2 separate regions of the Sus scrofa genome follow, and region 2 is linked to region 1. The links are chromatin contacts, called in public HiChIP or PLAC-seq maps. All regions are on one chromosome and are shown on one strand. Each heading gives the region's core, a stretch centred on a gene start, on an enhancer-like site or on the middle of the called end of the contact. The rest is flanking DNA. Distances are from core to core; before and after follow the strand shown.

Region 1 (6,242 bases), core at 3,365-5,864:
CTGTCTTATCCTTTCTGTTCCCTCGCAGTGAAGGAATGGAGACCTGGCCGGGGCATGAAAAGCACTTGGTCTCAGTGATGTGGAGTCCCATTGCCCATCCCTCTGTCCTCCAGTGAGGCCCTGCCCCCCAGGAACTGAGATTCCCCATACTTGGCCAGGTCCTTGTTCCTCTAAGAAAACACTTCTACACCTTGAACTACAGAAGACCCCAAATGGCTGATGAATATTTGATTTTTTTTTGAAGGATTATGTTAACATTGAAGTCATCTCTGAAGAACTGGCTCATGGATTATTACCTTCCTGAGTCTCCATTTGGGGGTGGTGGGGGGAACATCACCCTCTGACAGGTTCCTTTCTCTGGGGAGTCAGACACCACCACCATCACCCCCCAATCTGAACCCCAACACTGCCACTTACTAGCCAGGTGACCTTAGGCAAGTTACTTTATCTCTGTGCCTCTGCTTCCTCAACAGTAAAACTGGATAATAGCATCTGTGTTTACTATTTACTATGAGGACCAATTAAAATAATGCTTTGAGCAATACTTGGGGGGCAGTAAAGAGCTCCTAAGGGTTAGGCTACCAAAAATGTCTTCAAGTCTCCTCCACCAAAATGCAAGGGAAACGCCACCCTCCCTCCCTCATACACCCTCAAGAGCAGCCTTCTCCCTCCTTCTCCGTGGTCTTGTCTCTGCAAATGCTTATGAAACAGTTGGGGCGGGAGGGGGGCGGTGGCAGGGCTTCAGGTTTTAGGTTAAGTGACAGTAACATGCCAACGCCCTGCCCCCCCCCACCCCGGGCTTCTTTTCTTTCTGGTCCCTCCTCCTTTGTTTTTTTGGTTGTTTTTAGGGTTTTGGGGTGGGGGTTGTTTTTTTGTTTGTTTTTTGCTTTTTAGGGCTTCACCTGCAGCACACAGAAATTCCTAGGCTAGGAGTTGAATCGGAACTGCAGCTGCTGGTCTGCACCACAGCCCAGTAACTCAGGATCCAAGCCTGCATCCATGACCTACACAGAGCTCATGGCAATACCAGATCCTTAACCCACTGAGCAAGGCCAGGGATATTAGTTGGGTTCATTAAGGCTGAGCCACAATGGGAACTCCCCGGTCCCTCCTCCACTGGAATCTCATCACAAGTTCTCAGAGCTTCTCCCTCCCAGAGCCTTTGGGCTGAGCCCTCAGCTCCTCTCCTTCCATCTCCCAGGGACACCCTCCCTAGGTCCCATTAGCTCTGCTCTCTCCATTCAGTGACAGGGGTCCCTAAGAGAGCTCAGAGTCCTTACTGCCCTTTCTAGATTCCCCCTCTGCTCCAGAGTCAGTGTTGCTTTAACTCTTCGGTGTCTCCAGTGGGAAGATACTGAAACATTTTGAAATTACTCTGTTGAGACTGCATCAGGTTTTCTCCTTCCCAGAGTAGGTTGCTTTATTGGCATTACCCCTGTCCCTATACCCCCAAACCAAGCTTCAGAGTCATCACAGATTTTCCTCCTTGCTTGCTAGCTTCCCTGTCTCCAAAGCTCTGCTTTATGACCGGGGCAAACTGTCCAGCACCTAACTTTTCTAAATTGGAACACTAAACCAGATTCCGAAATGGAGATCATAAAATAGGTCATTCTCACAAACGTCGCAACTTTCTGTGTAAACAGAAGGGAAGAGGGGCAAAACAAAGGACGTTCTCTGGGTCTACTCAAAAGTTCACGAGGGGCCCAGCAGTCCACTCTGATGAACACAGCTTCATCTAATCCTTATGAGGCAGGTCAAGTCCCTATTTTATAGACAAAGGGGGATCAAGGTAAAGGACAAGAGGAATAACAGGACTGGGCCGAGCCTGACTTTCTTACTCCTTTTTAGTATAGTCCAAACTGAAATGACAGCGACAGATGGCCTAGTGGAACCCAAGACGGTCTTCAGCATCAGGGAAATTAGACACATACAAACTCTCAGAGAGAGAAAGAGAACATGTGTGTGGCCGGGAACGCGAAGGTGGGCATGTCTTGAATTATTGAGGATACCCCCCCATCCACACACACCAATATTGATACACCATCTACAGAGGCAACTCCCAGGAGAATGTCACATACCCTTTCCTTACATTTCAGTGCTAGAGTGAAGTGGGGACCTGGATACAGCCATGTCTGAAAGCACAATTCCCCATTTCATGCTTCTTTGCTAAAAAGAAAAAGGATTCCCATGTAGGCATGGTTTGCTGAAGCCCTTTATGGAAATGGGCTATCAAAGCTTGGGCAACAGTTCAGCTATGTAAAACTCCAATCCGTTAGGATCTAGCACATGTGGAAATGATTAATGTGCAACTGCTGTGTGTCATCTGGGCCATCAGCAACGAGGAAAGCCACAGCAAACGCTGAAATAAATACAGGAAAATCCTTAAACCATTTAGGCCAACTACACTTTTCCAGAAGATGAAATTACCATTACTTGTCCCATTTAAGCAGAGTAAGATTAGGTAGAATAAGAGCAGCTCTAAAAGTTACAGGAGGAGCTCCCGTCGTGGTGCAGCAGTTAATGAATCCAACTAGGAACCATGAGGTTGCGGGTTCGATCCCTGGCCTCACTCAATGAATTAAGGATCTGGCATTGTCATCAGCTGTCGAGTAGGTTGCAGACGTGCTTGGATCTGGCATTGCTGTGGCTATGGCATAGGCTGGCAGCTATAGCTCTGATTAGATCAGACCCCTAGCCTGGGAACCTCCATATGTCCTGGGTGTGGCCCTACGGAAAAAAAAAAAAAAAAAAAAGAGTTGGGAGGAACTCTCTGACTCACGGCACCACTCTGAGGGGGAAGGGAAAGGAGAACGCTAAACTGAGCAATTTTGTGTGCAGACCTGCTAAGTGTTCAAAATACATGAGCTATTTCTGTACAGTAAGTCCCCAAGTGGGCAAATTCTCCATTTTGCAGGTGAGAAAGGTGATATCAAAAGTGTGAGTTGTGGCTAAGGACCTGACATTGTCTCTGTGAGGATGAGGGTTTGATCCCTGGCTTCCATCCAAGGGTTAAGGATTTGGCGTTGCCATGGCTATGGTAAAGCTCTAGGATGAGGCTCCAATTTGACTCCTGGCCTGGGAACTTCCAGAGCCTACAGCTGCAGCCACGGAAAGAAAAGAAAAGAAGAGAAAAGAAAAGAAAAGAAAAGAAAAGAAAAGAAAAGAAAAGAAAAAGAAAAGAGGCAAGTTGATTTTTCTTCTTGCCTCAGTTCTCAAACAATAAACTGGCAATAAACAAGCACTCACTATCCACAGTCCTGACGACCAACTTTCCACAAATGACCACAGAAAAATCAAAAACGAAATAGTACTTCTCCCTCTAAAACTGGAGACAAAACCCTTTTTTCAATCTCTAGACTAATGGAAACTTTCAGGGAAGATGTAAATAATTCATACAAATGGTTAATGACCATCTTTTCTCCTTAACTCACTTTCTTCAAAACGGGGGAAATAAGTCAAAATCACAGCTTTTGAATATGGGTCATAAAAACAAGCAATTTGCCCACGTTGGCACCTAATAAAAGGCAGATGAGCTTCCATAAGATTGGGTTTTCCCTCACAGGGATGTGCGGTGGGAGAAAATCTTTGTCTGACTGCATGTGGGTGCAAGGCTCCAGGGCCAAACTAGATGTGCAGGGGACATAAGGACCTGGCCAAGGAGCCCGTTCCTGCCGCTGGTCCCCGCGGAAACAAGATAAGGGTGCAACAGGGAAAGAGGCACTTTCTGGGCATCCAATGACCTTATGCTTGCTCCCTTCTAAACACTCTTTCCTTTGCAGGACCGGTAGAAACCCCTGAGAGTGGCTGTTCCACGTGCTTTCAGACTCAGATGTCGCATGGCTCCGCTCAGTTCTCCAGAGAGGGGGCCGGCAAGGGACGCGTGGGAGGTGGCAGGCTCTGGGGTAGGGGCGGCGCTCCCAAATCCAGACTCGCCTGCCGGCTAACCCGGGTCAGCATGCCAGCTGCGCACCGGACGCGGGGCGGGAAGCTGCAGACCTGGGACGGCGGAGGGCGGGGGCGACAGGGGCGCCCGCCATCACCTGAGGTGCTTTCCTGCACCTTCCCTACCCGGCTCTTCCCATTTCACAGACAAAGCCACCAAGGCTATGGGAAAGCAAGGAGTTCGCCAGGCCAGGTCAGCGGTCGCTACCTTCCCTACCGGGCTCTTCCCATTTCACAGACAAAGCCACCAAGGCTATGGGAAAGCAAGGAGTTCGCCAGGCCAGGTCAGCGGTCGCTACAGGTCGCAACCCCTCGCTACAGGGGTTGCCCTTCAGGATGAGCGCCGGAGCCCCGCGGGTCCCGTCCCCCGACATCCCGGGACGCTAGCCATTACGTTCCCCGGCGGCGACAGGTGCGCAGCTCGCGGCGCCCTGGCGCAGACTCCGGGGAAAGTTCCCCTGGCCCCGGCGCGCTGTTTACGGTCTCGTTTTGCAGCGCAGAGGCCAGTAGCTTTTTGCCCAGCCCAGCCATTGAAACCCGACACTCGGGGTGGGGCCCGCGTGGCCGACGGCCAGGGAGGCGGGCGGGCTCCGGGCCGGCTGGTCGGGGCTCCCCTTACCTGCAGCTCGGCCGCCAGCCTCCATCTCCAAGCTCCTGCTCCCCGGGCGCAGCGCCCCGCCCCGTCCCGCCCCCTCCCCCAGGCCGCCCCCGTCCCCGCCTCCTCTCCTGGGGCTTCCCCGTACCAGCCCTGGGGACTGTCCCTGGTGTCCCTGTTCCCCTCCCTCGCCCTCTGCCCTGGGGCCACAGTCTTGCGTGCCTCGCGAGCGACCCCCCGGCTCCCTACACACTTTGCAAAGCGAACTCACCACCTCTGAGGAGCAGCTGGTATTCCTCTTACAAATGTTGGAGAAGTTGTTCTCATCCCCAAGCGCTTGCCAGTACCCCTCAGCTTGGACGCGATACCCCGATGTCTGCGCCCCTTTCCACTTCCTTCTAGTATTTCTGTTTCTATGGGCTAGCATCCCTTGTAGTATCCCTTTTTGAAAATTTACACAGTCGAAAACTAGCTAGAAGACAATATGCACCCATAATGCAGGACATCCAGTAATCTTTTCCACCATTTTTTCAGTCTTTTCAGGTTTTTTTTCCCCTGACTATAAAGTGCTTTTTCTGATAACTGATGCTTTTATGTATTAAATGTTTAAGCTTGTGCTCACTTGAAATAGCAAAAGTCAATGAGAAGCACCTGTTTCTCTAGTATTTCTTCTTGACTTGTTTCAAGGTGTTTTTTAACGGGAGAGGTGGGGAGCAGGGGTGGTGTCAAAATGCCAATGGCCTTGGAACCCAAAGGCCTGTGGTCAGTGAGCTGGCACCTCCCCTGTTTGGTTGTCAGCTCTGAGGTTTGCCCTTCTGGACTGGCTCCCTTAAGCTACATTCTCAGCCGTTATGATCCTCTACCTCCCAGGATGAGTCTGGAATTCATTTAACTTCTGCCTGCACCCCAGCAAACAGTGGCTCAGAGGAACCTCTTATCTACTCCCTGCCATGTGACCCCAGCTTCGGAGCAACACACCCTAGGGAAGACCAGGGCACCCCCATTTAGAGGATGAAAATGGTCCCAGCTCTACTTCCATTGCACATTATGCAGGATGTATTGACTGTGTCTTAGAGCCCAGAGTCACCTCTTGGAAGTGTGAGATTTCATTTTCTACAATGATGAAAACTCAGAGATCCTTGGATGATAGCATTCTGGGCACTTAACTCCTCCAAATACCTTGTTTTCATTCAGTACATATTTATTAAATTCCTACTATATGCCTTTTACTGTTCTAGATTTAACGTATATTTTTAAAAAGAGCTAAGGAAAAAAATAGAGAGAGGGAATGGGAAGGGAGTTTTACAATTTAAAATAGTTAATTGTAAGCCTTGTTGAAAGGATGACTTTCAAGCAAAAATATGAAGAAAGTCAGGGCAGTAAACATGTAGGAAGGGAAAATGGCAAGGGCTATAGCAAGTGCAAAGGCCCTGAGGTGGGAACAAATCTCTGTGCCTTTGTTGAGCCCCTGAAAATGGTGAATGTTACTTAAGCTGTTGGCACATAGGGCTGAAGGTTCATTAATTTCTGCTGTAAAATGTACTTCTTCAAAGGCCTTGTTACACTTTTTAAGCTTTTGTGTTTTTCTACATACTGACACAGTACCTGATTACATGCTTCCCCCCCCCCCTTTTTACTGCCACACCCTCGATATATGGAAGTTCCCAGGCTAGGGATCAAATCAGACCTGCAGATGACAGCCTAT
Region 2 (7,017 bases), core at 4,246-6,745, 560 kb after region 1:
AACACCTGTTGTGCTCCTATGAAACAGGGATAAACAAATGATCTGCCCTCTTGAAATAGCCAGAAGAGCCATGACAGAGTGGGGAAACACTCTGGGCTCTAAGCAAGAGTGGCTGGATTCAGTTTTTCAAACGAGGCAGATCATAACAATGCAGTATCCTGAATGCCTCATATTCTCTTCTTTAGTTCTCATAGCTACCCTGTAAAGGAGGGGCTATCTTTACTTTACAAAGGAGGAAACTGGGTGTGGAAGATTCAGGGGTAGTCCAGGCCTATGCTCCTACTCGCTGGCCCCTAACTCCTATGGATGCCACCAAGCTACTGCTGTCTGCATCAGTCCCTGGTGCCCTGAGCCTCTCTTCCAGCTTTCCTGAGCCTCCCTGTGATTCCTGAGCTTCTGGACTCCAGCCACAAGGATGACCACTATTTTCTGGGTGCTGTGCCCCAGGCATTGTATGATGAGCTTCACTCAGTATAACAGGAAGCGTGGGGAGTGGGTGAGACCAGGACCTAAATCCTGTTGCTTTTTTTTTTTCTTTTTTCTTTTTAGGGCTACATCTGCGGCATATGGAAATTCCCAGGCTAGGGGTTGAATCAGAGCTACAGCTGCCAGCCTGTGACACAGCCACAGCAACATGGGATCTGAGCTAAGTCTGAGAACCACACCACAGCTCACGGATCCTTAACCCACTGAGTGAGACCATGGATTGAACCCACATCTTCATGGATCCTAACCTGGTTTGTAACCTGTTTAGGCACAATGGGAACTCTCCCCAAATCCTGTCACTTTCTACTCGCATGGCCTCGGTCAAGCTGACCACACTGTGACTCATTTATCTCTTCACTAAAATAGAACTGCTAGTACCTACTTTATAGGTGGCTGTGCTGATGATGTGAGTTAATCTATGAAAGGACTCAGAAGAGCACCTGGCCCGTGGAAAGGGCCCTGTGAGGACTAGCTTTGGTTGTCTAGTCCAGGGGGTTCTCTGTGTGCTATTCTGTTTTTATTTTTACACAGATAAGGAAATGGCTCAGAGAGAGTGCTGTGCCCAGAGCCACCCTGATGGTAGGTGCCAGGAAATGGAGCAGCTCCATCCGCTCTGTGCCACTGTGTCCACTCAGACCTTTCAGCCAGCCTCCTGTATTTCTCTGTCCCCACTTGCTTCACTAGTTCCCTCTTCAAACCTACCAGGTGGCAGGTGTGCCTCCCAGATCACAAACTTGTATGTGCTACTGAATCATGGCAGATTTGTTTTTTCTGTATCTCAATCTAATTTCTATTTACGGCCCTACCTAAACAGACGTTCCACCAGGGTGATGGAAACTCATTCTCCATCACTTTAAATTTCTAACCTCCTTCCTTTGGGCTACACTGGAGTTGCTGAGGGCTTACACAGAGCAGAGGCAGAGGGGGGTGGTGGTCTACCTGGGCCTTATGTCACCTGTCTATGCTGGCATCCACTAGCCTTCCACTCCCTCACATAAAGCCCATGCTCTTCATCCACATAGGCAGAGGCTGGGACAGTGGGCATCCATGGACAGTTGAGTGGGTTGTCTACTGCGCAAACATTTGAATGAGGAGGTTGAGTGGGACTGAAATCCAGCCTGTGCTGTAATTGCTAAGCTATGGATGCAGGTCCAGGGGTGCTTCTACCCTAAGGAAGGGACTTTTTTTTCCTTTGTACCAAGGAAGCAGCCACTGACTAGGCCATGAACCTACGGGTTCCCTCATCTACCTTTTTATAATTTGCACAGAGGCATCTGAGAGTGGCTGGGGACCTGCTGGAGTTACCCCATCCCTGTCTGAATGGCTCCCTTAGGTCCTCTGCCACTTCTGAGCATGTGCTCAGGCTCCTGGCTTCACTCATGGGGGATGCAGGCACTTCAGAAAGGCTCTCCTGGCCTAGGATGCAGCCCTTCACATCAGGCCTGCTATCTCCCCAAGAATGCACTGAGGAAGCCTGCACAGGACCTCTGCTCCTGGACCTGCAATTGAGCTGGTGATTTGCTGATAAGCAATGAGATCCTGCTGTATAGCACAGGGAACTATATCTAATCACTTGTGATAGAACATGATGGAGAATAATGTAAGAAAAAGAATGTATATATTTGTGTAACTGGGTCACGTTGCTGTACAGCAAAAATTGATAGAACATTGTTAATCAACTATAACAGAAAGAAAGAAAGAAGAAAAGAAAGAATGAAAAGAGCTGGTGTTTTGATCTCCTTGGGGCTCTGCTCAGAAAGGGGCACAATGGTCCCCTCTGGGGAGCCTCTCGAGGAACTTTTGTGCTTTCATCACTTCCCACAATCCCTGATCTAAGTGGATCCTTTCTTATCTGCTGGGAACCCCAACTCTCCTCAGCCTCCTGCTCTGCCATCCCTCAGGATTTACTCCCCAACATCTAGTCTAGCTAGAAGTGGTCTCCAAGCCTTTACAACGTGCATTTTTAAGATCATAGTCAGGAATACCTTTTTTTTTTGCCTGCCTCCCCTTATGCAACGGATGTGAAGTGGGGGGGGGGTTGATGAATTATTTGGGGGAAATCCATTAATTCTTACCTCCCTGCCCCCAATTGTTCCACCACACTTGGAGCTCCAAGCTCTCCAAGTAGAGAAAAGACCAACTATTTCCACTTCCCCAGCCTAGTGCAAGGACTGACGAAAGAGGGTGGTCCTCTTGCACCCTCTTGCTTCAGGGCAGCCCTCCCGCTTCAGGGGCGTCCAGTGAGACTAGGCCTGGGGGCGGGCACTGCTCCCCATCCTCCCACCTTCTGCGCAAGGTGGAGGAGGGGACCCTAGACTGAAGTGGCCCTGGAGCTCTTTCTGTGCGCGCCATCCTCAGCAGCGCCCCCTGCTGGGAGGTTGAGGAAATTCTCGCTCTCCTTCAGGGCACTTAGAGCCATGGCCCTTCCTTGATACTCCTGACAACAAGCATCTATTAGTCTACTGAAATCAGTAAGTGAGGTTGAAATGTAATTTTCTCTCCAGTTCTCTGATATCTCCGAGTTCCGTTTTCATTGGAAATGGTAACAGGTGAGGTAGATAATCCTGGAGGTGTTTAGCCTGCCAAAGGGGGCTGTGATTACAAGAAAAATCTACACCATAGTTTTATCGCACTGGGGTGCACTTTCTTCTATATTGGGCCAATTCTAGGAAACAATATTTACAGACAATTTTAAAAATTCAAAGTAAAATGACTAAATTAAAATGAAGACTGCAGGGCTTTTTTGCTTTAAGCTACTAATAGAAAAGTGTATTTGTTAATATGGGAGCAATGTCAGAGCACTTTTACATTTTTATGACAAATGATAATAGAAGCACAATACTTCTTATCATAAATTCCATACAGCAAATTGATTCCTGCAGAATGCTTTCATTGATTTTTGCAGAACTCTGGTGTCCCTAGACAATCTGTAGTTGTAATTGACAAATGAGTGTAGCATGACATGAATGTTGGTTGGTATTTGTATTTACCTCGACAAGAAAGATAAAGGTGAAATAACTAAGAAATTTTGTTCTCAGCAAGAAGTGACTTCTTTGCTAACTCGAATAATAGCTTTGAAACACTGAACTATATTTCCTCAAATTTTTGTAATATTCAAAATTCAGTAGCTACAGACATAACACACTGAGTTTCATCTTCATTACTAACATGTTCTCCATCAATTCTTTAAGTAAGTCTTGGCTGTCGGTAGAATAATGAATCAAGTTGACAATTAACAAAAAATCTACTGATTTCTGCAGTGTAAATACTCATGCTACCAATACAATGTCAGCAAGCACAGAGGTGGGTAGCCACTCAGGAGCATGGGTTATTTATTTTTTTATTTTTTTATTTTATTTTTGGTCTTTTTGCCATTTCTTGGGCCGCTCCTGCGGCATATGGAGGTTCCCAGGCTAGGGGTCGAATCGGAGCTGTAGCTGCCAGCCTACGCCAGAGCCACGGCAACGCAGGATCCGAGCCGTGTCTGCGACCTACACCACAGCTCACGGCAACGCCGGATCGTTAACCCACTGAGCAAGGGCAGGGATCGAACCTGCAACCTCATGGTTCCTAGTTGGATTCGTTAACCACTGCGCCACGACGGGAACTCCAGGAGCATGGGTTATATAGCATTCCATCTTACAAGGATATTAGACATCCATAACTTCAAGAACAGATAATAGTAAAGAGCAGTAAAATAATTAGGAAGTGATATATTTTAAGTTTTATTTCCTTTTTGAATAATTAATGGTAATCCTCTATAATTTATTTTTTAATAATATCTGGCTAGTGTTATTTTTAATAATAGCTTTTAACAACTAGCTCACAAAATTCCTGATAATTTAACAGGTAGCTTTCACAAGCCAGCACGCCACTGCCAGTCCCGGTGACTTCTGGGTTCTGCAGCAATAGGCACTGGCAGGAGCGGGAGAGCAAGAAGAGAGAAGGGTTGGATTTTTCCTTCTCTTCCTCCTAGGATGCATGCTACAGCTCCTGCTCCTCAACACTGTTCCCTCCTTCTGCCTCTAGGGGGCTAGTGGCTTCTGGGTCTTTCTGATTCCCGCGGCTTCCCCATCACATCCACCCCTTTGTAAGTAGTCTCATTTCACCCCGTTAAATCATTCCCTTCCCTTTGAGTGTTTTTCTCTTTCCTGGTTGGACACTGCCTGCTCAAGTCTGCTTCTGCAGTCACAACGTCTAATACTTCTATTCCCATATTTAGGAACTATGTGTCCTTAATCAAGTTGCTCAACTTCTCTGAGCTACAGTTTTGTGAGGATTAACTATGATGCATCAGGGTATGATTTTGAAAGATTAACCGTGGTGGGACTTTATGTTATCCTCCTGCTATTTCCTGGTGCTCTATAACTCTTTCCCAAACTGAGCAGCAATAGTCTATAGAAGATGTTTCTCAGAAACATAAAGCATAAGTATGGGGAAAGTTTTGAGTTTCAAAATGCAAGACCTTGAAGGGCATGAAAGAAAACCTAATGAGTCTGAGCAAAGCATCCTCTTGGGAGAGCCACTGGTCCCTGAGAAGGCTCTCCTACCTCCCTAACGTGGAGAACTGAAGAATTGAGAACAATGGCTACAGGTTGAGTCCAGGCTACTGTTGGCCGCCCCACAGTGCCCTGGTGCCCCAGTGTGGCCTATGAGAGACGCTCGTACTGATGGGATTTCCAGAGAGGTCTGGATGCTGACATTACAGCAGCTGTGTGGCCTGACGAACAAGGGCCAGGTGACGATGTGCATCTGGGTGAATGGGAGGAGGAGAATAACGAGGAACCCTCAGTACCCCTTCTGAGAACCCTGCCTGCCGATATGCGAGAGCCAGCTTAGAGGGCTCCGGACAGCCTGGCCCTGGGTTGGGCAGCCGCGCGGCCTCACGGTCATTCCGCCAGGAGGCGCTGTCCGGCCACACTGGCCGCGCCGGGCCGCACTCTGATTGGCTAGAGGACGTGGCCCGCGGCCACTCCCTCCCGCCCACCCTGGTAAGTGCCGCTCGCTCGCCAACTCCCGCCCCAGTCTGCGGGCCTCGGGAGCAGCGGCGGGGCGGGAGCGGCGCGGCGGAGGGGACAAGACCAGGGCAGGAGGGAACCGGCCCGCCAGGAGAGCCCCGCACACCATCAAGATGCTATCCTGGCGGCTGCAGACGGGCTCCGAGAAGGCTGAGCTGCAGGAGCTCAACGCCCGGCTCTACGACTATGTGTGCCGAGTGCGGGAGCTGGAGCGCGAAAACCTGCTCCTGGAGGAGGAGCTGCGCAGCCGGCGGGGCCACGAGGGCCTGTGGGCCGAGGCGCAGGCCCGCTTCGCGGAGGAGGCGTGCAGCTTGCGGCAGCAGCTGGACGAACTGAGCTGGGCCACGGCGCTGGCCGAGGGCGAGCGCGACGCGCTGCGGCGCGAATTGCGGGAACTGCAGCTGCTGGGCGAAGAGGCGCGCGCCGCCCGCGGCCGTCTGGATGCCGAGCTGGACGCTCAGCGGCGGGAGCTTCAGGAGGAGCTAGGTGCGCGCGCCGCTCTCGAGGCGCTGTTGGGCCGGCTGCAGGCCGAGCGCCGCGGCCTTGACGCGGCCCATGAACGCGATGTGCGGGAGCTGCGCGCGCGCTCCGCTGGCCTGACTCTGCGCTATCGCGCCCGCGCCACCGGCCCTGCCGCACCCCCGCCGCGCCTGAGGGAAGTGCACGACAGCTACGCACTGCTAGTGGCCGAGTCGTGGCGGGAGACCGTGCAGCTGTACGAGGAAGAGGTGCGCGAGCTGGAGGAGGCGCTGCGGCGCGGCCAGGAGAGCCGGCGCGAGGCCGAGGAAGAGACGCGGCTGTGCGCGCAGGAGGCGGAGGCGCTGCGGCGCGAGGCGCTCGAGTTGGAGCAGCTGCGAGCGCTGCTGGAAAACGAGCTGCTGCGGGTACAAGAGGAGTACGAGCTTCAAGCCGAGGAGCGGCAGGTCTGTGCGCCCTGCGAGCGCTGGTGGTGGGGGAGTGGTAGGGCTCCCAGACCACAGAGTGCTCACCCAGGGCCCGGCAAGGCTGACGGGTGGGGCCAGCGCAGCGGGTGCACCTGGGGACCCGGGCGCCAAGGGGCCGCCTTCCTCAGGATCCCGGCATCTTGCCAGTACTGGAAAAAGTGCGCAGTTCTTTGGTCCATCTACTCAGTGGAAGAGTGCCAAGTGGCAGATCCTGGTGAATGGCCCTGTCCCTGTCAGGTTGTCAAATTTAGACCTTGACATGACTGGGTGCATCCTGACAAATGACTCCCTCAGTTCTCAGTTCTTTCAGTTTCTTGTGTTTGGAAGACCGAGTTCACATAGAAGTCAACCAGGAAGGCCCAGAAGTGACTTCAGAGGTGACAGCTCCTTCTTTCTCAGACACTTCCCAGTGTTGGGAAGGTTTCTAGGCAATGTCAAGTCCTTGTCAGAAACCGTTCAAAATTGAACACTAGGCACTAGGGCTTCTTTGGGGGAGAACAACTTGTTTTCCAAAACGGTTTTTATTTTGCCAAAATGATTTCTCAGTTCCCCGTTGGAGTCAGCTGGTC

The links. HiChIP or PLAC-seq counts read pairs in DNA pulled down with a chosen protein or histone mark.
Region 2: an H3K27ac HiChIP or PLAC-seq map of skeletal muscle shows a contact between it and region 1. The contact joins the promoter of SYNM here to the promoter of FAM169B in region 1. A contact is called at or near these places in 3 of 5 promoter capture datasets (fetal liver, fetal skeletal muscle and liver), 1 of 47 Hi-C or Micro-C datasets (adipocytes) and 1 of 2 datasets of contacts at active chromatin or transcription factors (skeletal muscle).

What each region holds. Positions count from the first base shown.
Region 1 is chr1:137,292,586-137,298,827 of Sscrofa11.1, forward strand. FAM169B (protein FAM169B) reads right to left here and starts at 4,615. Exons shown (of 9, transcript XM_005659772.3): 1 at 4,562-4,615. The coding sequence starts at 4,586.
Region 2 is chr1:137,850,149-137,857,165 of Sscrofa11.1, forward strand. It overlaps SYNM (synemin), which reads left to right and starts at 5,496. Exons shown (of 12, transcript XM_021098348.1): 1 at 5,496-6,427. The coding sequence starts at 5,618.